2 separate regions of the Zea mays genome follow, and region 2 is linked to region 1. The links are chromatin contacts, called in public Hi-C maps. All regions are on one chromosome and are shown on one strand. Each heading gives the region's core, a stretch centred on a gene start, on an enhancer-like site or on the middle of the called end of the contact. The rest is flanking DNA. Distances are from core to core; before and after follow the strand shown. Region 1 holds the start of LOC103627703 (GDSL esterase/lipase At5g55050). Region 2 holds the start of LOC100382440.

Region 1 (6,510 bases), core at 673-3,172:
GCTGGCTTCACCCCTGGTAGAAGGATAATTGGTCAATAGAAAATAATTAGAGTAGTGGAGTGGGGTCGTTGGAGAGTATGACTCTCCGTCTATAAGCAGACTGCACAGGTCTTACGAGCGCCCTGGACAACGAGACAAGTGCGGCCATCGTCAGTGCTGGCCAGGTGCTATGGCCGCGCCGGACCGGGTGGCCGGCCGGGCAACTTTTACCCAGAACTGAAGCACCACATCGCCAACCATTCCAGTGACGTGCTCCAATTGAAACCAACGGGAATGGGCAAACAACAACTCATGGGACGCCCACTCGGCCACTACGCAACGAAAAGGCAGGCAGCCGTTTTGCCCTGTTGCGCTGGTTTGCCTCGATCCTTCCAGTGCTATGCCAATAGCAATTGTGTGGGCATATGGCACTACTCGCTATCATTGCTGTGTGCGATCGCGTTCCATCAGTTATACGTGTCTCACACATGTGGTTGGAGCAATAAGCAATTCAAAAGTACATATTCGTTGAGGTTGGTTTGGTATAAAAACGTTTGGAATGACAAATCGCACTTTAAACTGCTGATTCGAATGAGTACGTGATAAGGGAGGATTATTGTATGCATTAGTTAAAGACCATAGGGGATTATAATCCATAGCTCTGACTTCTGACCGGATAAGAAATCGAATGCGATTATCAAAGTCAAAAAAAGGAGGCGTGGCATGTATTAATTATTCTATCTAGATGACAGGGCAGCTACAAAATATATATGCACTGCCTTGGAATAACCATGATCAGTCAAGAGCGCACGGGCGCATGCCAATCAGTATGACGCTGTTTGGTTCACACAATTGTATCGTGACGGCAGTGCCGGTCCTGACATTTTAGAGGCCCAAGGCAAGACTTATAAAGAAGGCCCTTTATAATAATAAATTATTACACATAAATATAGTATATGTATATATTGTCTACAACTGTGCGAGAAATAGAGATGAAACGTCAAACATCGTTGTCTCGTTGTACGCTGAGAGCCTAAGTGGTTAGGCCTGAGACTATGAAGTACTACTACTAGAATATAGAAATCAAGATTTATATGCTATGCCTAATTATTCTTGCTTATTGCTGTCGTGTTGTTGACTTATAATTAGATCTTTAAAAATTTATAGAGCTAACAGACAAATCTATACAATATATATATATATACTGTTATTTAATACATGGGGTGAGGCCCCACTAATCTAGGGGCCCTGGTCGGGGGCACTGCTCGACCCCCGCCAGGGCCGGCGCTGCGTGACGGCTAAGAGCAACTCCAAGAGATTAGCTAAAAAGACTAGCAAAATTTACTGATTTAGCTACTCTCTAAAATAGATTTTAGAGAAAAAATGTTGGCTAATCCAACAGACTCGCTAAACCTACAGACTGAATAGAGAGTGAAGCAGGCTATCTAAAATTGGAGAGCTAAGATGGAGAAATAGAGAGCCACTAAATTTGAAGAGTCGTTTACAGAGTCTATTGGATACAATTTTCTTTTAATATTAGCTAAATTTACCTTTACAAAACCATATACCTAGTCTTTTGGAGTTGCTCGAACAGATAATGTTAAATTATGTTTAAGGATGACCTATTCAAACTTATTAGCGCTGTTAGTCAGGTGTAAATTATTACAGTTGTCATCTACATTACACTTCTTGAACTAAACAGCCCCATATATTTCATGGATCGATCAACAACCATACAAAAAGAATAGGTCAGACTACGTACTGTCATGCAAAGTGGCTTTTAAGTTCACCCATGCATCCATAGAAAACATTTTAAGTTTGTGCGACCATTTCGGTAGCGATAGAACTCTATTCTCTATTCAGAGAAGAGTAGTAGGTGCAAAACAGAAGATCATGGTTCTGGCTAGCTAGCATCTATTGAACGATGGACCGCTTGTTGGACACGGCGTATGCAGTTTTTTTTTGAATCACACGGCGTATGCAGTTAGTTGCAGCCTTGCAGGTCCATACCGGGTTCATATGCGTGCGCAGCATTGCTTCCTCTGTATAAAAAGCTAGGCGCATGGTCTTCGCCCCAGGAGCAACAGGGAGTTTGCCTCACCTCCATTCCAAGCACATATTCCCGGCCCGGCAGCTCACCAACTACCTTGCACTTCAATTCATCTTATCGCGGCACGCACAGATATATATAGATTAGTACCTAGCTAGATGCTCATTTAGCTGCAGAGGCGCCATGATTGGGGTGCGCATTGTCAGTTATAAGTCTCTGATCATGGTGCTACTGCTGGTGCTCCTCGTCTGCGTTGTCTCGCCGGCGACGGCCGCGGCCGGCCGGGCGGAGGAGGCGCACCTGGTGCCCGCGTTGTACGTGTTCGGCGACTCCACCGTGGACGTGGGCAACAACCAGTACCTGCCGGGGAACTCCGCGCCGCAGCTCCCCTACGGCATCGATTTCCCGCACTCTCGGCCCACCGGGCGCTTCAGCAACGGCTACAACGTCGCCGACTTCGTCGGTCAGTGAACGCGCGTTTCAGCTCACGCTGGCTGCCACTGTTTTCATCGCAACACCATGCAGGGGACTGACAGATTAGATTTGCAAACGAAAATTTCAGCGAAACTGTTGGGTTTCAAGAGGAGCCCGCCGGCTTACCTGTCCCTGACGCCAAGAACGAGCCGTCAGATCTTGAGAGGCCTCCGCGGCGTCAACTACGCGTCCGGAGGGTCCGGCATCCTCGACACCACGGTAAGCACTACTAGCACACCAGATTTGGTCGTGACTCATTCTTGATCATTTGTACGTACACGTGTCTGTCGACGGACCAGGGGAACACGATCACGTTGACGAAGCAAATCGAGTACTTCGCGGCCACCAAGTCCAAGATGGTGGCGAACAGCGGCACGTCGGCCGTGGACGAGCTGCTGTCCAGGTCCCTCTTCCTCATCAGCGACGGCGGCAACGACGTGTTCGCGTTCCTGCGGCGGAACGGGACGGCGACCGAGGCGCCGTCCCTGTACGCGGACATGCTGTCCAGCTACACGCGGCACGTGCGGGCGCTCCACGGCCTCGGGGCGCGGCGGTTCGGGATCGTGGACGTGCCGCCCCTCGGCTGCGTGCCGTCGGTGCGGGCCGCCTCCCCCGACGGCGCGTCCAGGTGCGTCGACGGCGCCAACGCGCTGGCGAGGGGCTTCAACGACGCGCTCAGGGCGGCGCTCGCCAACCTCACGGCCTCGGGCGCGCTCCCGGGGGCGCGCTACTCCGTCGGCAGCTCCTACAGCGTGGTGTCCTACTTCACGGCGCACCCGGGAGCGGCCGGGTTCAGGGATGTGGCCAGCGCGTGCTGCGGCGGGGGGCGGCTCAACGCGCAGGCCCCGTGCGCGCCCAACGCCACCTACTGCTCCAACCGCGGCGAGTACCTGTTCTGGGACGGGGTGCACGGCACGCAGGCCACGTCCAAGAAGGGCGCCCTGGCCATCTTCTCCGCGCCGCCGCAGATGGGCTTCGCCGCGCCCATCAACTTCAAGCAGCTGGTGTCTTCTTGATGCTTGGAATCCGGAGCTTTCCACCGGTGTGACACAAATCACTACACCTAGCAGCCTAGCACTACCAAAACAGCTTTTGATTATTACACAAATCAGTAGAGAATACAAACTAATAAACCATGTAATGTAGAGCCATAGAGGGAGGGAGCAGCATGTACACAGATTGAGTCCAGCGAGACAAATTTCTCGCCATGTACGCTCGCGAATAAACTAGCAGGTTGCACTATTTGGACGCTGTGCTGACTCAACGACTCCCGTCCGCTGCAATTGCATTGATTTCAAAGTGGAAAAAGTTTTCGGCCCATTAACAAAAATGCGGCTCAAGATAAGCTACCTTCTATTCTATCCCCGCGAACTTAAAAAAAATATTCCGCTCGGCCCAGAAAACCCAATGCTGGCTACGAAATACTCAGTACACGTGAACGTCACACGAAGACGTAGATCAGCATTTGACGCTTCGTTCTTTCGTGGGCGGGGGGAAAGCCCAGCTGCGAAACTCTGGCCGCGAACTCTCTGGCATCGCCGTCCCGGCCTCGAGCCATCCACGTTCCACGGTCTCGAACTCGAAGCCCAGCACCACGCGACCACGAGCCGCCCTTCTCCGGCGGCGTCGCAGTGAGCCCGGCATGGCCATGCTACTCCGCCGCCGACTCCCGCTGCTCCGCCTCCTCCGGCCGCTGCATACTGGATCGATGGCTTCGATCTCTTCGTCCTCCACACCTCCCCCTCCCCCTCCCCCTCCTCTTCAGAAACCTCACGCCGCCTTCGTGGGGCCAAGATCACGCCGCCTGCGGTTCCCCAATGCCGCGCCCGTTGAGTCGGGGCGGGGGGCTGGGAAATCATCTCCCGCTGCCGCCTATCTCGCTATGGGCGCGGCCGCCGCCCTCGCGTCACTGCCGGTGGCCTACGCAGACAGCAATGAGCAGGTTTTGTCAATTGGCTTTTCTACCATTGCTCGAATTTTTTTGTTTTTGTTTTTGTAATTCCGGGAGTGAGGTTTGCATGGGTTGAGCACTTGAGCTTCGTTTGCGTTTGCAGGGAGCGGTCGACACAGTAGCGAGTGCCGATCCCGCGGTTGGGGAGGATTTGGCCCGCAAGGAGAGGAAGAGGATATTGGAGCTTGTCCAGAGCCGAGGGATGCAGCGCGGGTCATACCCGAAGTTTGATGTTGCAGTGAAGGGCCAGAAGGTTGTTATTTCTCCCAAATTTTCTGGCGATATACATGTGTTTACTGTCTCATGTTTATTAGCATTAAAAAATTATCCCATGCTCCTGTTTTCGTGAAATTAAGCACACTGTATGCATTCATTATATGGTAGAAAGACGAATTGTAGGACGGTGGGGCATGACTATGCTGCAAATATAGAAACATGTGTCCTTATTTGAGTGTGAGTATTAGTACACGAAAGCTGTGGAGTAGCCGAGTAGGAAGCTTTAAAACTATCAGAACACAGCAGTGCTGTTCTCTAGAAATGATATGCAATCTGACTATCAATACCATAGCAAGTTAGAAGCATATCTTATCTTTTCTGCTACCACTATCAGTAGCAACCATGTTTCATCGGCACTTAATGATAATGACTATATTTCTCAGAATTGGTTTGTTTCTCAAACAGGTGGTTGTTAAATTCAACATGCCATCTAATTGCAATGTATCACACCTTATCGTTGATCTTGTAACACATATTGGACTTGAGGCAGAACAACATGGTGGTGGCTCAGAGGTTTTAGTGCGTGCTTGGGACAGGTTAGCAAAGAAAGTCTATTTCATTACAAATGCATTATGCATATGCAATTACCTTTCGCCATTCATGGCAAGCATAAATCACAACAGAACAATTTCAGCTTTAATCTTCGTGTATCATCCTGTACTCCTGTGGGTGTATATGCTCTATGTATACTGGTTTTTAGCTTCTGATAAACCACATCTCTATGCCTTCTGTTTATATGAGCTGAGCATATTGTTAATTGGGTGGCTCCAGAGGGTTCTATTAAACGATGTGATTCATTTTTGTTGATGAATTCGCCCACCCATACAAATCCTTATCTCCACAATTCTCTCTTTCCTGTCCTTTGGATGTATGTTTACTGGTTTTCAGCTTCTGATAAATCACATCTCTAGGCCTTCTGTTATTATGAGCATATTGTTAATTGGGTGACTGAGGAGTGTTCTATTAAACGGTGTGATTCATTTCTGTGATGAATTCTCCCATCCATAGGAATCCATAATCCCTGCACTTTTCTGTTTCCTTTCCCCCTTGATAATGTTTGATCATGCTAATAGAATAGCAAATCATTGTCAAGCTTCTTTAGCAGAATCTTTTCCCACAAATGGCCTTTGCGATTTTGGTCCATTGCATATATATAGGGTGTCCCAAGTCTTATAGATGTATAAGGTATACCAATATATTTTATTTACTCCACTGCTTCTTTTCCAGTCCAGCTGCACGTCAAATCACACTGAACCCTCCCAAGAAGACTAGCACTGGAGATCACAATGAAGATGGTCTCTGTGTTCTGATATTTGAACCACTTATTGGATCAGATTATTCTGTTAGTTATTTTCGACCCTTCATTGATGACTCTGAAAAGAAGTTTATTCTGTTATTTCCCTTTATATCATGATCCTTTTTTCAGGAAATTGAATTCATCAAGCCTGGGAGTTTTAGTTTGAAAGAACTTGAGGCTTTGATAAGTGCTTTAAAAATAGCCTCTGAAAAGGGGTCATCAGGGAAAAACACACCAAGAAAAGGAAATGGTCAAAGATCCAAGCATTTGCCCTCTTTGGAGAAAGTTGTATCTGATTTAGAGGCTATGGGTGTTAGAGTCTATGGATTTGATGAAACATCAAGTGTTCCAATGGATGGCACTGTAATCTGGGAGAACCTTGCAGGATATGAACCTCAGAAAAGGCACGTGCCACCAGTTTGCTATTCCTTCCCTTTTCTTAACCAGTTGTTTAATGTACCATTAGGATAACTGACAAATTTC
Region 2 (7,099 bases), core at 4,427-6,926, 170 kb before region 1:
TTTATTTCGTAGATGTGTTTTGGTAAGTTTTGTAGCTAAAAGGCTCTCTCAATGGTTGCAGTTGAGACTGGAATGGTGATTATTAATCTTAATAATCCGTAAAACATTTGATAAATAGAACTTTTTACATAATTTCAAAAGATTTTTTTACCAAATGAACAAGTGATCCTAATGTATTTAGCTTTAGATGGTTGTATACTCAAGTTAAAGTATCAAAATTAATTGTGCACACAATAACTAAAAAGTGACAATTTTTTTTGATAGATAAATTTATTTTGATCTAAGGAAATTCTATATTTCGTACTCCCTCCGTTTCTTTTTATTTGTCGCTGGATAGTGCAATTTTACACTATCCAGCGACAAATAAAAAGAAACGGAGGGAGTATAATTGTGTATACGGAAGGTTTGGTGCCCGCCCGGCCGCCCCCTTGGCTCCGACCCCTCCCTATATAGTGTGCGAGTGGCCGAGTGTGCCCGAACTCCGGAGTGATGCCTAAAGATGAGGGAGAAGATTATTAGACCCATCACAATTACGGACCAGCTATGGTGCACCCGTATCTAATGCTACAAGGAAAAAGAAGCATACATCCTTTGTTGGACAATCTGTCCGTGGGATGTGCCAATGCTTGATTTTGAGGGGAACACATGGTCAGAGTTGATTTTGTTTTCCGCACACTGTGAAATCACGGTTTGGTCTACGCGCACCACAACAGATGAACTGGCCATTCTCAATTGAGAGGATTGATACAAATTCTCACTTTCATCATGCGGTACCAGACCAAGCTCACGCAAGACGCAACCTAGGAGCATACCTGTTCAAATGTCTCTCTTGTAATTGTAACCATGTGTTCATTCAGTGTTTGAAACAGCAAGAATCATCGAAACCTTGTTCCTTCATGAAGTACGACGCACAAGTTTTAACCAGCATCGCACATTGCTAGATTGCCTCATGGAATACAGGATCAGTAGTTCAGATCGGATGGCTGAGTCAAGTTGGGTAGTAAAGTTTGACACGGACAACATCAAACAAATTGAACAAATCTGAATTGGATTCTGCCATTCTGGACATCACACTATTAAGGTATCTATTGTACATAACCGTCCAACTTGATATAAATACAACAGTATCCGACTAGGGGTCCAAAACTAAGTGGTACATACACCATTTTTGAAGCTGGCGAGGTTCCTGACTTTTCAGGAAATAGAATGGGCTTGATCATGGGAATGATCGACAAGATGCATCTTCCTGGACGTCAAATGGGAATTTTTTCCTTGTACTTGGAGCAGAGATCTTGAGGAGTACCTAAAAAAATAAAGAACAGAAGGAACAAGTTAATACTGAGAGATAGATCTTCCAAACCCCCAACCACCCACCCAAAAAAAAACGGTTACATGATATATCGCAGTTATCAGCAGGGCCTTCTCTTGTCCACTTTCAAATGAATGTTGAACCACTTCTTCCTTCGAATCCGATCTTTAGGCGTTTCTTCCTTTTTGTTTTCGGGACCCTCATCATCGCTTTTGGATCCCTCCATTGGCTGGCTCTTGGATTTCTTTTCCTTCTTTACAGTTTGGTCATCCTCACTTCTGGACCCTTTAGAGGGTGATTTCCCTTTGCTGCTACTGGAACTCCGCTGCAGAGTTGGGTTGTTGGTATAGGATGCATGAATTGCATTCCTTTCCTTTAGAAGGTCATCAATCTATGCATGAAAACATAAAAAGTTCAGACCACAGTGAGAAGCACAAATGACAGTTTATAATGAATGCACATACCGTTTGCATTTCTTGAGCATATCTGCTAGTCATCTCAGTAAACTTTGCCAAAACCTTCCAATTTAGTGATGTGTTTTAGCATTTAAACTTTATGATAAATTGAGAACCTACATAAATAAAATATGTCAAAGGGATCCACATACCTCGCGATACTCAGACTCAAATTTAGACAGCTCAGATCGTTTTGCAATTATCTTTGCCTCCACACTTCGTAGCTTCTCTTTTTGAGCAGAGAAGGGTTCAGCAGATACAACCTCAATAGTATAGCTTGCACTTTTAAAGAAATTGTCACCTGAAAAATGGTTGTTTTTCAGTAAACTGTAATATAGTTTAGATGCCTAGATGGTGCACAGAAAATGAGATTACCATATACAGCAAAATAATGGCTTCCTGCTTTCAGTTCATTTACTTCACAAGGTTGAAAGCCATCCAATCTTTTAAAGAAAGCACTGTCAGGATCCTTCGCAGCAGCAGCCTAGTAGTAATAGGAGCTTGTAAAAATAAACACACAAAGAAACACAAAAAGATGCAAAAAGGCATTAATCTGTATACTCACTGAATTATTTTGTTCAAACCGATACACAGGAAAGCCTAGAAAGAACATGCCCGCAGAAGTAACTTTTCCAGTTTTTGCACTATCTTCCTGCACTAGGCTAATAGACGTTAGCTGAAATCATGCTCAGACAACATGGTAAGATCACGAAATCCCCTTGTGGATATTAGAACATTGTCAAGCAGCAGACTTCAATACAAACAAGGCAATAACTTCAGAAATCAGTTAGTAACTATGCCACTCTTTCTAAATTATGCATCTGTTTTATTCTCTTGTGAAGCTTTATGTGCATCATCTGTTTTATTCTATTGTGAAGTTTTATGTGCATTTATGACATCCTATCTGTATAGTTTTTGTGTTCCCTTTACTAAAGATGGCTCACCTGAGTTACTTGGGTTGATTCCCTAGACATGGTGTCTGAATCAATACTGAACTAGATTAATCCAAGTGCAGTAGATTGATGTGTTTCCTACTTCACCTATACTCCTACACTCCCTAAATACATAGACAACTGTGTGATCTCTCTCAATAAGAACTGGCTTTGATACCCAGGGGAAATAACGTCCTCACACATCATCAAGAATTGATGGGCCAGATATTACTGTCTTTTCCTTTGTGATAGCATCTCACAACAACTCAGGGTGTGCTCACAATCAGATTCCTTAAGCTAATTACTTAACTGTTTAATTTGGAGAGAAGTGGTGTGGTAGCAGCCACTTGCCCATTTCAGTGATCTGGTAAATTTATAGTTAAAAGCTTCTAGATGGATAACATAACATTTAATAATGAAGTCAAGGTACACACAGTTTATCCCATAGGAGAGTTGGAGACTATGCAGGATAACACGTACGGTTGAGACCCTTGGTAATATTTCTGGACCAATAAAGGCTTCTAGATGGATCTTAGATAATGCTAAGGAACATATTCAAATTTATATATACCACAGAAATATTCACTACAGGTCATCCATTTGAACACTGATCTTCTGAGATTGAGATAAAAAACTACAAAATTAACTTATAATGTCAGGATGAGAAATTTCCCAGGCAACGATATCTTACTGCCCTGTCATAAATTATGTTGAGGGGACTTGCTTCAACCATATCAGCTATATTTTAGAATGAACAGATGCCAAACACATCTACAGGGATAAACAAAATCATTATTGAGACTCACGTACTACAGTTATGACAGTCAATGCGCTGTAGCCACTTGGCTGTTCCCTCAAGGTTGCCAAATCAACAAGATCTGAACTTGGTACGAAAATATTTGTTTCACATGTTTGGTGTCATATGCTTGGCAGAATGGCAGTTGATAAGCCAAAAACCAATAGAACTTTGTCTTTTTCTTTTTAAATTTGCACTAACAAAAACGATAAGCTGGATACACACATGCATACCTGTAAAGCAAGGCTTAATCCACCATTGTCCTCAAGCTCAAAATACAGCAACTGAAAAGAGAAGTGTCAACAAACTTGTTTTGCTGCAATTGCACAATACATCAAGTACTTGGTTTATTTAAACATTCTACGCTGCAACATTAACAACAACTAAAGGGAATCAGCTAATCATTTATCGACTATCGTAATTTAATAAAAATGGAAGTGACATAAAATTTTCCACTACACTAAAATTAAAAGACGATGCTTATCAGTTAACTGACAGAATCAAATTACACGGTCAGTTCTGCACAAAAAAAGAGAAAGAAAACATTTACTAGTGGAGTGCGACATTTAGAACTGAAACACAATAACTGATGTAACATAAAAGTTATAAGGTCAAAAGATCATAGAAGATGGATTGACTAGTAAGTTGGCAACAAACCTTAAATTTACTTTTAGAAGTTGAATGAACTCTACAAACTAAGCCCATTTTGGCTTCTTTATCTGTTATGTCCACAGAATAAAAGTGAGCTGACTGCTTTTCTACCTGCCAACATGTGTACAAATACGGAATTTTACTCACTGGTCAAAAAATGAACAGATAAAGAACAAAAAGCAGCAGTAGCCAACCTTCCTACATAGAGATTTGCCCAGCTGAAGCTGAGAAATCTCTACTGACCCGTTCAATGCCTCCTCTAAAACTGTTGCCGAGACAGTGGTCTTGATTGGAACACCTAGTTTGCTGCACAAATATATTACATTACACAATGAGGCAAATATATATTACATTACATAACAAGGCAAATAATATCGAGTAAAGCAGAATAGCAGATATATCATCTTTAAGCTACCTAAACAGAGCAGCAAACACTGTATTTACAGTATTGAGACTTGATAGGTCCAGCTCCAGTTCCTGACTATCTGCTTCAATGGCCTGGACAGTAACAAAAACATTAGTCACACGAAAAAAACAGTCAGCTCAAATGCTCAACCATGCCCCCAATCACCTCAAACCCTGATGCGTCATACTGGCGCCTCTTGTCTGGATCTGACAGGATATTATAGGAGAATGTGGCCTCTTGAAACTTCTCTGAGGCAACAGGGTCGTCTGAATTCTTATCTGGATGGTACCTGCATGACAAATTTTACTAGATATATAAATACTCAGACAGCTGCATCGTCACCATCAATTTATCAGTAAACAAGATAGCTAAACAGTCTAAACTACCAATAACATACACATAAGGCAGGACAGAGCTTCTTTTTTTTCTTTGCAAGACAGAGCCTTGCTTGTTGTTCCAATTTATAATGCACGATTCAGAAGCTATATAATACTGGTCTTTACGTGGTTCCAAAAGGAGAGGAATTTATTCAAGATAATAAAACAATATACAGCTACGCATACTCGGAACAAAATAAGCACAAAATGCGAACTAATCTACAAAAGGAATTTGAACACAGTCATTCCCTCTGAGGAAAATAAGAGCACGCGAAGTGCCCAAATCCAAGACCATTGCAGACAATACTTACTTGAGTGCCATGCGGCGGAAGGCACTCTTGATCTCCTGCTCAGTAGCATTACGCCCCACCCCGAGCACCTCGTATGGGTCCCTCCTCTGCGCCGCCGCGCCTGCAGCCGCCGCTGAGTCCCCCTTTTCTGCCTTGAACGACCCAAACTTGGGCCCCGCCATGCTCACCGGACCACCCGACGGAACCAGTCGCCTCCCGCCACAAAAAGCCTAGGAACCCTTCGGATCTTATCAGCGGCTGCGAGGAGCTCCGGTTACGTCCACACGCCGCAGCCGCGGCGGTGGCGGGGCTGAGCTCCCTGTCAATGGGGGAACGGCAGCCGATAGGGCCTCGCCCTCGGGGAGGCCAGCTGGCGAGCTCGGCCCGGTAGATTCGTCGTAGCTCCTAATTCGGGCTGGCGAGGCGGGGGGAAGAGGAGGCCGACGAAAATGGGTGGGTGACACGAGGGAGGGAGACGCGACCGAGAGAGGCGGACGAATTAAGGGCCTGTTTGTTTAACCCATGGATTATATAATCTAGATTATTTTTGGAGGATTATATAATCTGGATTATATAATCTGGATTATATAATCTGAGTAGTCCCGTTTGTTTATCCAGATTATTTGAGTTGTTAATAAGATTCTTTTGTATGATGAAGACATTAATGCCAATGGTGGGTTATAATGGCAATGGTGGGTAATTTCTAGGAAACTTTAAAGGGTAGTGGGGAAGTGGGAAAAAAATAATCTGAAATAAGCACCTCCTCACTTGCTTATGGATTATCATAATCCAAAGGGTTAGATTATATAATCTCGGCAAATAAGCTGGACTGTTTGTTTGCCTCTTAGGATTATTTAATCCAGATTATATAATCTGAGGGGTAAACAAACAGGCCCTAAATTAGGTGCCGACAGGTGGGCCCAGAAGACAAGACGATGCGCTCGAGCAGTGCTGTACCGGAAGTACCGGTTACCGCGTCGCCGTCTTTGCCGCCCTAGAGGTTTAACCGTTAAACTGTACGGAGTACAAGTCAAATGAGTGTGTGATCATTCGCTGGTAGGTGGGGTCAAGGGGAATTGAACACGGATATCCGGTCCACAGGCCAGCCGGCAATTCGAAGTGTGGGAGGAGTCTTTACTGGTCCCTCATGCACCTTTGCACTTAGGGGGTGTTTGTTTGAGATTGTAATCTATCCAGATTATATAATCTAACACCTTTTGAACTAAGAGTTAGTTCAAAAATTGTTGGATTATATAATCTAGGTGGTTTATAATCCCAAACAAACACCCCCTTAATCAAAGCAAGTAGATTTTTTATGTCATGTCTTTCATATTTTGTAGTAATTATTTTTTTCCGTAATATATATCAGGCATAACACTTTTTTATTGTTTTACTTAAAATAAAGAAAGTAAATATATGTATTCCTTATACAAATTTGTTTATTAGTTAAATGTTGGGATGTGATTGGCATGCTGAAACATTTTAGTTTTAAATCTATTCCAAATATTAGATCGTGAGACACGTTTCTAGTAGAATTAGTGTCGACATCTGACCAAGGTCCTATGCTCGACAACTTTCGAGACAAGTTCAAGGGTTATAATATAAGAGACTATTGTGGGACCTACTGTCATAGGTTCACACCACCGGAGCACCATGTCGTGAGGACCTCCTTTGGCCCCGAACACATGAGGAGCTTGATGGCAAGAAACTTGATATCATGGCACTCCAAACGGATAGTTATGCACTAGGACTTGTAAAGTCACAAAGAAACTTAGGACCCACCAGACCCAATGGTGATCTAAGTGTTCGGGACACGTACTACCCCAAGAAAACCCTAACAGGGAATAATGTAAATCCTCAAGAGCCTTGAACCCGCGAGCACT

What was found. A called contact is a pair of places that touch in the nucleus more often than the background predicts.
Region 2: a Hi-C map of leaf shows a contact between it and region 1, with 3 times the contacts expected there. The contact joins the promoter of LOC100382440 here to the promoter of LOC103627703 in region 1. A contact is called at or near these places in 13 of 25 Hi-C or Micro-C datasets (bundle sheath, ear, endosperm and 5 more) and 1 of 3 datasets of contacts at active chromatin or transcription factors (seedling).

What each region holds. Positions count from the first base shown.
Region 1 is chr5:214,056,694-214,063,203 of Zm-B73-REFERENCE-NAM-5.0, reverse strand. LOC103627703 (GDSL esterase/lipase At5g55050) reads left to right here and starts at 1,922. Exons shown (of 3, transcript XM_008648012.4): 1 at 1,922-2,492; 2 at 2,592-2,722; 3 at 2,803-3,754. The coding sequence starts at 2,213. The coding sequence ends at 3,519. LOC100216753 (katanin p60 ATPase-containing subunit A1) reads left to right here and starts at 3,975. Exons shown (of 13, transcript NM_001309903.1): 1 at 3,975-4,445; 2 at 4,558-4,707; 3 at 5,136-5,266; 4 at 5,958-6,072; 5 at 6,157-6,431. The coding sequence starts at 4,146.
Region 2 is chr5:214,230,152-214,237,250 of Zm-B73-REFERENCE-NAM-5.0, reverse strand. It overlaps LOC100382440, which reads right to left and starts at 5,676. Exons shown (of 12, transcript NM_001175182.1): 1 at 5,238-5,676; 2 at 4,715-4,838; 3 at 4,559-4,641; 4 at 4,338-4,449; 5 at 4,150-4,254; 6 at 3,726-3,776; 7 at 2,330-2,416; 8 at 2,140-2,248; 9 at 1,917-2,065; 10 at 1,774-1,827; 11 at 1,393-1,700; 12 at 1,038-1,303. The coding sequence starts at 5,398. The coding sequence ends at 1,410.